4 separate regions of the Mus musculus genome follow, and all the other regions are linked to region 1. Evidence: chromatin contacts called from public ChIA-PET and Hi-C data. All regions are on one chromosome and are shown on one strand. Each heading gives the region's core, a stretch centred on a gene start, on an enhancer-like site or on the middle of the called end of the contact. The rest is flanking DNA. Distances are from core to core; before and after follow the strand shown. Region 1 holds the start of Abracl (ABRA C-terminal like). Region 2 has its middle 25 kb from the start of Gm20655. Region 3 holds the start of Txlnb (taxilin beta). Region 4 overlaps Ect2l (epithelial cell transforming sequence 2 oncogene-like).

What was found. A called contact is a pair of places that touch in the nucleus more often than the background predicts. ChIA-PET counts read pairs in DNA pulled down with a chosen protein or histone mark.
Region 2: a contact with region 1 is called in a Hi-C map of muscle stem cells, with 2.0 times the contacts expected there. The contact joins the enhancer-like site here to the promoter of Abracl in region 1. A contact is called at or near these places in 1 of 39 promoter capture datasets (the 3T3-L1 cell line), 3 of 484 Hi-C or Micro-C datasets (liver, muscle stem cells and myocytes) and 2 of 9 other capture datasets (adipose tissue and pancreatic islet).
Region 3: a Hi-C map of Sertoli cells shows a contact between it and region 1, with 2.9 times the contacts expected there. The contact joins the promoter of Txlnb here to the promoter of Abracl in region 1. A contact is called at or near these places in 6 of 39 promoter capture datasets (the 3T3-L1 cell line, 3T3-L1-derived adipocytes, cranial neural crest and 3 more), 1 of 15 datasets of contacts at CTCF or cohesin (the NIH/3T3 cell line), 4 of 484 Hi-C or Micro-C datasets (B cells, Sertoli cells, embryonic stem cells and 1 more), 7 of 115 datasets of contacts at active chromatin or transcription factors (the 230-238 cell line, CD8 T cells, bone marrow-derived dendritic cells and 4 more) and 3 of 9 other capture datasets (adipose tissue, liver and macrophages).
Region 4: an RNA polymerase II ChIA-PET map of memory CD8 T cells shows a contact between it and region 1, with 110 read pairs. The contact joins the enhancer-like site here to the promoter of Abracl in region 1. A contact is called at or near these places in 4 of 39 promoter capture datasets (hippocampal neurons, liver and neutrophils), 2 of 15 datasets of contacts at CTCF or cohesin (the NIH/3T3 cell line and embryonic stem cells), 7 of 484 Hi-C or Micro-C datasets (the Ba/F3 cell line, CD4 T cells, the N1E-115 cell line and 4 more), 11 of 115 datasets of contacts at active chromatin or transcription factors (CD8 T cells, bone marrow-derived macrophages, cardiomyocytes and 7 more) and 3 of 9 other capture datasets (adipose tissue, liver and pancreatic islet).

The regions. Positions count from the first base shown.
Region 1 is chr10:18,021,975-18,024,844 of GRCm38.p6, forward strand. Abracl (ABRA C-terminal like) reads right to left here and starts at 1,278. Exons shown (of 3, transcript NM_028440.1): 1 at 1,093-1,278.
Region 2 is chr10:17,859,561-17,862,555 of GRCm38.p6, forward strand. No RefSeq gene overlaps it. Among named protein-coding and RNA genes, the nearest start is that of Gm20655, 25 kb to the left of the region's middle. Within about 2 kb of position 1,726, at least 35 of the 459 cell types and tissues checked have an H3K27ac peak or open chromatin away from gene starts, as enhancers often do. A contact at or near this core is called in muscle stem cells, where this site is marked.
Region 3 is chr10:17,794,861-17,797,560 of GRCm38.p6, forward strand. Txlnb (taxilin beta) reads left to right here and starts at 1,359. Exons shown (of 10, transcript NM_138628.3): 1 at 1,359-1,561. Gm20655 (a long non-coding RNA gene) reads right to left here. Exons shown (of 5, transcript XR_871470.3): 2 at 1-2,700.
Region 4 is chr10:18,192,083-18,194,790 of GRCm38.p6, forward strand. All of the region lies in intron 3 of Ect2l (epithelial cell transforming sequence 2 oncogene-like), which reads right to left. Among named protein-coding and RNA genes, the nearest start is that of Ect2l, 17 kb to the right of the region's middle. Within about 2 kb of position 1,324, at least 44 of the 459 cell types and tissues checked have an H3K27ac peak or open chromatin away from gene starts, as enhancers often do. A contact at or near this core is called in CD8 T cells, effector CD8 T cells, memory CD8 T cells and 2 more, where this site is marked.

The sequences.
Region 1 (2,870 bases), core at 28-2,527:
CACATTATACAATAGACCCAGGGCAGTCTAAAAGCCGGAGAGAAACCTCTCTTCGTTGAGAGATCAAGAACAATGAGAGGTCATAGCAAAGCAAACCTAAGAAAATGAGCCTGTCTGCGAGAGGCTGGGCCAGAAGACGGGCAGCGGCAGATGTCAGCCGGGCCTGTCTAACTGTCTCAGATTCTAATTAGGCTGTCTGAGTGGGTCTCACAAGGAGAGGGGCTTGGCACATGCTAGAAAGCTTCATCGATACACATTTGGAAAGGAATGTCAGGAGCCTTCTCTAGTTATGTTTTAAAACTCTAGAGGCAATAGGCCAAGGAAATAAAGCCTTCTAGAGTCGCCTGCTCGGGAACCGACAGCCAACTTTACACGCGAGCTAGGCGGTCTTCCAGCCTCCCTTCTATCACTAACAGCTGGCGCGGGTCAAAGGCTCACCTTCGTCCCTATTCGCTGGTTCCAGCTGACTCCATATTTGGTCATTCCTCCTACAAGTTTGAGGTCTTGCCAAATATGGATCCCCAAATCCTGAGGTCTGTGTGTACCACTCCCTCACTCCTGAACTGCATAGGGCTGCAGAGCCCGGGACCACAAGCGCTTCGTCCCTTTGTCTTCGCAACTCACCCTCCCTCGGTCCCCCACCGTCAGCGCACCCGAAGGCACAGCCCGGGAGCCCCACGAGTCCTACTTTCCCTTCCTCACCTGCCCTCCGCAGTGCAGAGAGCAATGTCATGACACCACTTCATTGCCCCGGGATCCCCCCCCCCAGTCTTTCCGCACCCCGTAACCTCACCCCCAGCCCCCCACCCAACCAAGCTGACGCCAAATGCAAAACCCACACGTTGCACCGCTGCAAACATCGATTGGGGCTGCCCCTCTCCTGGTCCGCCCCCGGCCGGCAAAACGTCACGTGAGCCCAGTGCGGAAGTGTGCTGGCCGAGTGGGGTTCCCGCCAGTGGGGTACAAAGGGCGCGTGTCCAAGGCCCCTCTAGCTGTACCGCGGCACCCCGAGGTCCTTACCCTCCACCCGGGGCTCAGACTTCCCAGACGTCGGGTCCAGCTTTCCCCCAGCGCCTTCCAGGACTAGCTCACCTCTCCGATTGCTTCCTTCTTCACGGAAGAGCTGCTGCTGCGTGGGTCTGAACCCTGTACTCGGCTTCCGCGCCCTGGGGAGGAACAGGCAGAAGAAGGAAGTGGCCCGGGCTAAGAGAAAGGCTGCAGTGGAGGAGGGAGGGGACAAGGAGAGGCGTAGGGGGCAAGTAAGACTAAGTGCTGTCTGGAAAGGGGCCGCCCATTCTCCCGGGACACGCCTAGGAGGAGGAAACCCGCGCCAACGCCAAAGCTGGAGGCAGGTTTCTAGGAATGCACACACAAAGTACCATCACCTCTCTCGTCCTACTCGTCAGGACCCACAGCCTAATGCATCTTCATTTCCTGACAGAGTATCTTACCCAACAAGAGAAAAAGCTCCCCCAGCGTGCTAAATTCTGAGATCTCCTAGGAAAACAGAGCCTCACGTGGGTTCTGTATGCAGAGCATTAGGCTCAAGACAAATAATAATAATAATAAAGTAAAAAAGACTCAATTTGCAAACACCTTCATTCTTCAAGGCCAGGTCTACCGATTTTGATTCTAGATCTTGAGACGGAATACATTTGTTTCGCTTCATTGTTTCCTACATTTCATTGACCATTCAAATCATTCAAATTCTTTTTATTTCCATCGTATGTACTTGCCCTACCCAGAGTTTTGAAAAAGAAACTCAACTTAAATTATTGTATAGGAATTGTAAATGTAATCATGAGGGAAATTTCTCTTCCCACCCCCAATTAATTACGAGTGTCCAAGTGTCCAAGTCATTGGTGACGTCCTCCGTGGAGGCAGGAAGATCTCTGTGAACTCCGGGTCAACCTAGTGAGTTTCAGCCCCCCCACCCCCCGCAGCCCCCACACACACTCACAAATGTGGCCTAGTCTTTGTCAACCTCATCAAACAGCAGCCACTCCACAACAATGGTGAAACTGATCATTTGGACCAATCAAATCTCCCTTGGAAATTGAAGGTGGTACAGGTAGAGAATGAGCCATCTGGGTGAGGCTGGAAAAGGCCAGGTCAGACAGAGGCCCAAAATGGACTTTCATTGAGCAAGAAAGTTGACTTTGTGCAGAAACCAGGAAGGGGGGGGGGGGTAGAGAATGGAGAGAGGTGGAGCGGGGGAGGGGCTAAGGAGGGAGAGGGGCAGGGTGGGAGAAGGGGAGGGGAGGGGGCAGAAGAGGGAGAAGGGAGAGAGAGAGAGAGAGAGAGAGAGAGAGAGAGGAGAGAAGAGAGAGGAGAGATTGGGAAGGTGGGTGGAGACTGGTGGAGGCCTTGGGGAAGTCCAAGGACAATCTGTGAGAAGCTAAAAATGTAATAGTCAGAAAGACCTGTTTTCAGGGGATGTGAGAGTAGCCAGGTCCCCTAAGCTGTGCAGGGTCCATGCTCTCCCCAAGCAGTGGCCTAGTTGCCCTACAGGATCAAGGTTTGCCATGTGAATGTGAACCTGAGTGGTTAGCTGTCCTGTAACTGTTGTCAAACTTACAAAATCTTCTAAGTAAGGACTGTAAGATCCTTCAAGGCCTCTTTTTTTCCTCTCAGAAGGGAGCTGAAAATTTATAGTTTATGTCTTTTAAAATGTGTTGGGAGCCGCGCCCACATTCGCCGTTACAAGATGGCGCTGACAGCTGTGTTCTAAGTGGTAAACAAATAATCTGCGCATGTGCCGAGGGTGGTTCTTCACTCCATGTGCTCTGCCTTCCCCGTGACGTCAACTCGGCCGATGGGCTGCAGCCAATCAGGGAGTGACACGTCCTAGGCGAAGGAGAATTCTCCTT
Region 2 (2,995 bases), core at 476-2,975, 160 kb before region 1:
TAGATCAAGGTTCTCCTACACATGAGGTTCTGTGCCAGCACTGTGGTGAGAGCAGAAACAAGACTAAAGGAAATATTTCAGGCCTTGCAAGGCCACTTGCCTTGCAAGCTTAGTACAAAAGGAAGGACTTGAAGACTAGCCAATCTTTAGAGTGTTCAGCAATGAAGCAACACAAAGATAAACTTTTTTTTTTTTGTATTTAACATAGAATTTTCTTTTTTTTTCCTTTTTTTTTCTTTTCCATTTTTTTATTAGGTATTTAGCTCATTTACATTTCCAATGCTATACCAAAAGTCCCCCATAGCCACCCACCCCCACTCCCCTACCCACCCTCTCCAACCTTTTTGGCCCTGGCAAGATTTTATCGAAAGGACCCAGATGTAGCTGTCTCTTGTGAGACTATGCCGGGGCCTAGCAAACACAGAAGTGGATGCTCACAGTCAGCTAATGGATGGATCACAGGGCTCCCAATGGAGGAGCTAGAGAAAGTACCCAAGGAGCTAAAGGGATCTGCAACCCTATAGGTGGAACAACATTATGAACTAACCAGTACCCCAGAGCTCTTGACTCTAGCTGCATATGTATCAAAAGACGGCCTAGTCGGCCATCACTGGAAAGAGAGGCCCATTGGACACGCAAACTTTATATGCCCCAGTACAGGAAAGATAAACTTTTAAAACACTTTTGTTACAAATGGAATCCCCAAATCTCCAAGTAGAGAGCACTCTCCTGAAAATGAATGCTCTCTAAGAGTACGTGACTATTTTTTGTGTGTGTATAAGTCTATGCATGAGTGTGTATCATATGTGCTGCTGCATATGTGTAGTTCTGTGCAAGTATGCATGTAGTTGTTCATGAATGTTTGTGGCCAGATGTGGCCCTATATATGCATAAAAATTAACATTTATATAAGTATGTATAGCTATACTTTTGTATACAGTGTGTCTGTGAGTGTGTGTGTGTGTGTGTGTGTGTGTGTGTGTGTGTGTGTGTCAGAGTATATGTGTGAGTGTGTATGTGTGTGTGTGGACATGAATATGTGTTGGGGAGGGGGACTGAAAGCTCACCTTTGAAGGTGTGATTTGGATCCTGTGGTTAATGGGTTGTTTTCAGAGGATCACATCTTGCTGCCCTTTGATTTGCTCAATAAATCCTCCTTGGCTTACAGCTTCACAAAGCTTACTGGGTTTGTTTGGTTTGGTTGCTTTTCTTTCTTGTGTTGTTGGCTATCTACCTTCTGAACAAACAGGCAGATGGGTGAGGCCACAAGTACGGTGGAGCTGTTTGTTACATCATTGCACATGCCACAAGCCCACAGTGACAACTACCACAGATGCACAGCTCTCGTCCCCAGGAAGGCACAGAGTATGTCTTGAGAAATTCTCTATGCCATTCCTCACAGAGACCTACAGCTGGAGCAAGGAGCAGGGGGCTTCTGGCAAGCAAGCTATCTTCATGTCTGTCTTCCTTGGGGAGAGAGAAGCTCAGCCTTGGTTACAGTCTCTTACCCTAGTGACAGTGTTAAAGTCCAAATTACAGTCTCTTCAATCTCTCTGCCTCACTACCCTGCAGTTATAACCAAACCCCTGAATAGTAACACTGAATAGTAACAATGTTTCCCTAAACTAAAAGCCAAAGAGAAATGGTTTTAATCCATTTATGCTTTAATCAGTGAGTCAGAAAGTGGCAAGCCAGAGTTTATTGCAAATCGTACCAGCAATCTGTCATCTTCGTGACTCATTCTTTCTGTGGGGAGATTTTTTGCTGTGATACAATTCATCTCCTAAAAATATCTAGTATTGACTGGCTGTACTTTCACAGCTGGATCTGGCTGCTTCTCTGACATTATTAAGGGACGGATATAAGAATCTTCTAACTCAATCAGGGAGTAATTTAAAGCAATGTCTCTAGCCCGCCATTCAAGGAATTGATTATCTTCTAGAGATATGGGGAGAAAATCTAAATAAACAATAAACAAAATGAAAATACAATAACAAAGATTGAGAAAACATCAGTGTCCAGAATGCACATAGAAATATTACCGAGTGTTAAACAAAGCAAACCAGTCAGAGGAAAGCGTGCAGACAGTGGATCCACGCACAGGAGATGTGTTGTCTGTAGACAGTGAAAGCGTTAGTAAAACAGACTACCAGGCTGACTGCTTATTTTTCTTTACTTCAATCCTAAATAACGCCAGTGGTAAAGCTGCCTTCTTAACAGAGACCATCATGTTTGCAGGTGCCCTCAATACCATTTGTAAGATCTCTGCCACATAGGACAAAGTGTAGAAGAAATATAAATGAGTAAAAGGCGCCAGATACTATCACTTTTGTTCATTAGGCTAAAGAAATTTCAAATGTTGATAACATCTAATATCATCGAGGATGATGGCAAATATTGGTAATGACATAGAGTGTTGGTGAGAGTTAGGTTTTCTCTCTATTGCTTGTCCAGTTGTAGTTTATTCAAGAAGTGGACAATTTGACCAAGTCTCTGGTATGCAAAATTGAAAATTACTTAGCACACAGTACACATATGGTATCTGCATCCCATCCTCAAAGGAAGTTTTTTGCCCAGGTTCCCTTCAGTGTGAATGGGACTGTCAATCATAGAGCCCCTCTGCTACTCTCAGTTCTGTCTCAGGGCTAAAATACTACAGCAGAACACCTGATAAGGTATTTCACTCAGAGACAGTGGCAGCTGCAGAATTCCCACAGAAGATGTTCTTAAAAACTCAACTCAAAAGGGTGGAGAGATGGTTCAGTGGTTAAGAGCACTTGCTGATCTTGCAGAGGATAAGGATGTGGGGGGATTGTAGTGGGGGGATGATAGTGGGAGCAGTAAAAGATCCACCTAGCATCTCAGGTTTCTCTTCCTCTTCTCCAGAGGAACTCTCCTTCATGAATGCTTTCTTTGCCTATATATGCATGTGTGTGGTAGTAGGTGTGTTTTATGTTTTGTAAAAGCATTTTGTGTCTGACCTCTTTTGCTAACA
Region 3 (2,700 bases), core at 109-2,608, 230 kb before region 1:
CCGGAGCTGGTGGACTTGGGGTTTTTTCTCTGGCAAATCCCAGGATTAACAGTCACTGCAGTGTCTCTGTCAGAGTTTCTCCTTCTCAGGCTGCTTCTTCCCATCATGCCTTTCCTGCACCCCTTTTCAGCCCTTTCTGTGATTGTGACTTACAGCACCCCGAGCTCAGGAAGTAGGGAAGCACTTGGGAGTGGGGTGCACGTTAGCTTCCGTTTCATTCCCTTTAACAATCTGACACTGAGGTAGAGGCTTTTTAAAAAACGTGAACTTACTCCTTTACAGTGCTGGAGGTCAAAGTCCAAAATGAGTTCCATGGGGTCTGAGGTGAAGCTGTTGGTGTGGCTGCATCCCTCTGGAGGCTTGAGAGAAGAGTGTTTTGTTGCCTTCCCAGCTTCTAAGGCTTCTTATGCTCCTCGACGCAGGACCTTACTCCATGACACACCCCACTTAGATCGACAGATCTGATCTGATTCTCAGCCTGCTTGCCTCATTTATAAGGACTCTGTGATTAGTGGTCACCCTCAGATCATTCTAGATGACTCTCCACCCCACAATCCTTGACCACATCTGCAAGTCCCCTCTACACGTAAAGTGCCAGATTCAAGGGCTGGATGTCTTTGGGGTGACTAAATTCTCAGAGATGCTGTGCCAAGACTAAATCTGTTTTGGTAAAACATGGAAATACATTCCCCAGAAAGCTTAAGGCACCCATGAATGGCTATGAGTTAGGAGGAAGCTAACAAGCTAATCCTTGTTTCTTTTACACAGGATATTAAGCCGTTCCTCTGACTGTCCTGGAAGTCACCATATTGACCAGGCTGGCCTTGAAGTCACAGAGAGCCACCTACCTCTGCCTCTAGGCCCTAGGAAGGCATTTTTAGGATGAACAAGCTGATGAGATGTCAGCTCTGGACACAGCACACATGCAAAGACTACCTAAACCACAGTTCCAAAAGCCACCTAAATGTGCATTTCAAACTTTGCAAAAACAATAGTAACAACCACAAGAAAGCAGTGTCCTCAGAATTAGTGTCTCTGCCACTTCTCCTGTGCTGTGCCACACCGCATCTTTGGTGGTTCCTAAAAGAAACCTGATACTAACTAATCCAGGGTTGAATCATAAACCCCACGGAGATAAACCAAGAAATAAAAACACTCCTGATGTGTTCCAAAATAACAACAATGTCAGAAAACCGCACCAGGAGGCCATTCATCTGGGTTTGAATTTTAAAGAGGGCTAAACATGGAGAGTCTCACAATTCACCAGCTGCTTTTCTTTCAAAGGATACTCCCCTGGCGACACCTACTGAAGCACAGGCAGACTTCTTTCTTGCTGCGTCACGGGTGTTTCCTTCCCCGCCCCCTCCTTTTGTGGGCGTGTGTGTGTGTGTGTGTGTGTGTGTGTGTGTGTGTGTGTGTGTGTGTGCAGTTTCTCCCTCCTTGTAAGAACTCAGCCCTGCTGCCTGTTCCTGCTGCTGCTGCTGCTGCTGCTGCTGCTCCTCCTCTGACTCTACCACCTCTTTCCTCTCTTTTCTCTTCCTGCTTAGCTCCCTTCCTTCTGGTAAGTATGACAAACACTTCCCCAAGCCCTGAGGGGCAGCCTGTAGCCTGTAGTCTGTAGTGTTCAAAAGTTACAGACGCCAGCAAATGGTAGAAGGGCTTTCCATTGTTCAACTTCACAAGACAGCGGGTGGATCAGGAAGGGATGGTGCGTGTGCGTGTGTGAGCAGCCACAGCTAGCACAGGGGAAACATTCCTCCTTCCCGGAGGGGCACAGAGCCAATAAAGTTTGTAAAAGACAGATTTTAGAGTTTCTTTGTGAGAAGAAACTTTGCTACAAAAAGGACGATTTTAAGGTTCTTTGACTTTGTTTATATTTGGTTTTCCTTCTTGTTAGTTTGTTCTGAGGTGTCTTAAAGAAGTAAATTGTCCTCTAAACAAAATAGGTTACTGTTTTAAAAGAAGGTTGGAGTTTGGAGATACTGCACATCAGTGGAGCATTTGAGGTGCTGAGACTGACACACACACACACACACACACACACACACACACACACACACACATCAACTAATGTGGAACAGGAATTTAAAGAATATCCATAGACCTAAGCTTGAATAGATCACGTGAACATTTTCATGTAGCCTAACCACAGTAAAATGCCCGTGGACTGTTTGAAATAACTGCTTTGAACTTTGATTGACTTCAGATCTCACCCAATGATAATCTCCCCTACACTTAAAAGTTCACATATGGATTCAAACCAGTAAATGGTCACAATTTTTAGTCTGACTGAGAGCCTATTCTCTTGACTTTAGGGATGAAGGGCTAAATGTCAGAACTCATTTTAGAAGAACTTAAAATAACTTCTGGCAGGGCAGCAGGTGACACGTGTCTCTCTGTGTGCTTGGGGGAGGCAGGAGTTATATATAGCAGAGAGCATGGCGAGCGGAGGTCAGGCTCTCGATTGCAGTGGTGGAGACGCAGCCACATTGTGTGATAACCAAGTGATTGAATTAAAAGGAATGACCTTCCTCCTAAGTCCTGGGGGAGCCACAGGTGGGTGGGGACTGTCTCCACACTGTGTCTTCCACTCTCGGGTTGGCAGTCAAGTGTTCAACACCTACTACATTCAAGTGCTTGACACTTGCCCTAAAAATGAGCCAAGGAAGCTATGCAGTTGATAACACAGCATGTTTTTGT
Region 4 (2,708 bases), core at 74-2,573, 170 kb after region 1:
GCTGCTGCTGCTGTCAAGTTAGAAGCACAGAATAAGCACGTGGTCGTTTTAGGAAAGCTCGTAGCTCTGATGAACTCCTTGGACAACGTGTGTGGGTCTGATGGGCTCTTTCACATCTGTGTGACTGCTAAATGCTTTTTGCCTCATTCTGGAGAGCTCAGATGACCCAAGACAACTTAGACTCCCTAATCAGGGCAGCTTCAAAACTTAGGACTCGATGATGTCATCACGGGGCCAGGATTCCTACATTTCAACTTTGTCATCCTCAACCTGTGCTCCTCCGTCTTGTCCCCTGAAATGTTTTCCCCAAGGACTAATTTGAGCAATAAATCTTCACACAACAGAGACCATGGGGTGGGAGAGGGCCCATGCACATCCTTACGCTCCTGCTAAAGTATAAGATGGGGGGGGGGAAGCACCCCGAGAAACTCTGCAGACATTGCTAACATCTCTTGGGCAGAATTACTGTCAAAAGGGCCTCTCTTCCACCAAACACTCTCAGGAATGAATTCAATCCAATCCTGAGATGCCTTCAACCTTCAGGCCCCTGGGTGTGCAGTAATCAGCAATACTCGGGCATTTAATACCAGAGTGGGATTGTGGGCAGAGAAAAGAGAAACAACAGAATGGCTCTGGTGGGAAGGTAATGAAGTATGTAAAGCCTCGGTGGAAATGGAGAAGAGACAAGGGACGATTTCCGTAGCAGAATTTTCCCTGTCCTATCACTGTATATATTAGTACAACAAGAAGCCTGTGATTGGACATGGAAAAGAGACATAAGAGTTGCAGAGACAGAGAAGGAGGAGACAGGTAGAGGAAGGAAGGAAGATGGAGCAGGAGGAAGACGATCCAGATTCTGTGTGGCTTTAAGTAGCCACAGGTAGCTGTGACTATAAGAGGAGGATAGAATAACTGGGGTAATTTGTCTAATCTAGGTGGACCGCTTGTATCATTAATTGTCTCTGAAATTACTGTGTGGGCATCTTGTGAATTGAGAATGTATTGATATATAAATCTGACTGATTCATTATAAGATTCTAGAGTTTTGATTTACTGGGTTACTGGAATTTGGGACCATCAGCCACAGGGGTTTATGGCTGAGAAGGTACAGGAGGCTAGGAGGCTGGCAAACTGAAGAAGGGAAGACTGCCTAGCTAGAGGCGGCTCGAGACCACAGGGCGGAGAGTAGCTGGGTGTAGCTCGGGAACTTGCCATTCTTTTAAATATTTCCCACAACAGTTTCCTGCCTTCCACATCAATCACACTCTCCTGTACACTGGAGATGTACTGCGGCTAGCTCTCGACATAAGAGCAGTTTAGACAAACAAGGTACCGTAGGTGATAACATCACGTGTGTGGTGGTTCTACGTGATTCAGGGAGACTTTAAACACAATAGAACTGAGCCACTGAGAATGTAGGGACTGAGAACTTCCATGCAAGACTTGCTTAACACGTCCACTGGTCTCCACCTCTCCCCCTACACGACAGCTTCAGGAGTCTGGTTTCCCCTTTGCTTTTAAACTTAACCATTTCTTGTTTGGGAGGAGCCTAGAGAGATGGCTCAGTGGTTAAGGGCTCTGAGTGCTTTTACAAAGGGACAGGCTCTGTTCCCAGCACCTACGTGGTGACTCACAAATGCCTGTAACTCCAGTCCCAGAAGATTCAATACCCTCTTGGGACCTCTGAAGGCAATACACATTTGTAGTACACAAACATATATGCAGGTAAACATACCCATATATATATAAAATAAATATAGATAAATAAACTTGCAGGTTTTTTAATAGCTTCATCAATCCCTACAAAACGTCTCAGCCGTGAATGAGGATATTTTATGATTGCTCTAATGGTGTAGAGCGTTGGCGGATGCTCAGAACATGGTCCTTAGTGGGAAGGAAGAGACAAAATGACCCAAACTTCCAGACTCTCTGCCTGTCCAGATACAATAGTTGGCAGTACAGAGGTACGCCTTGTCTCTGAACACTGCCTGCTCCTTTTCTGACAAAGTTCTACCTTCTCAGCTCCCGAGCCTTCTCCTTTGTCCATCTGGGTGGGCTCCTTGGTAGAATCTAGTCTTAGCAAAGAACATTGCTAAGTCATTTCAGAACAAATCCCAACGCTTGATACTTGATCACCCTGGAAATCTGATCGGGTTCCTGATCCTTCGGTGTTTGGAGGAAGAGGGGAGGGAAGGTGTCTGATCTTCTGCCTGTCTCCAGCAGGAGCCTGCTAGCTTCGTTTAGACAGAATCCCCTCGCCTCATGGTGATTTCCAGCCACTCTGCTCTGTCCTTGGCTAGAATTTTTACCTTGCCCATGTCTTCAGTTCAAGTCGCATCCTTCCCTGGTGACAAAGCCCACAGCAGTGATGGCGCTAGCAAGGTCCTGAAGAGTCTGTTCTCGTTCTGCTTTGGTGTTATACCATCCCTGGGCGATGCTTGTTCTTAAAACAACGTCCCATTGCCACGTGCAAATGCTCTCCTTTAAAATGAGTTTCCAAACTCAAGGAGATGCTGCTGCGCTGGGCTCTAATTGAAGCTGGAAGTATGTTGTCTCTGAAAAACTTCACAGCCAGGTTTCTTGACAGACTACACCAAGTGAGATTTCCTCACCCAACGGCTTGCAGGGGCCACACGGAAAGAGTAAGTGAGTGGATTAGAGAGGACATGGGTGTTCTTAGTATACAGGGATGCGTGCGTTGTCCTGCC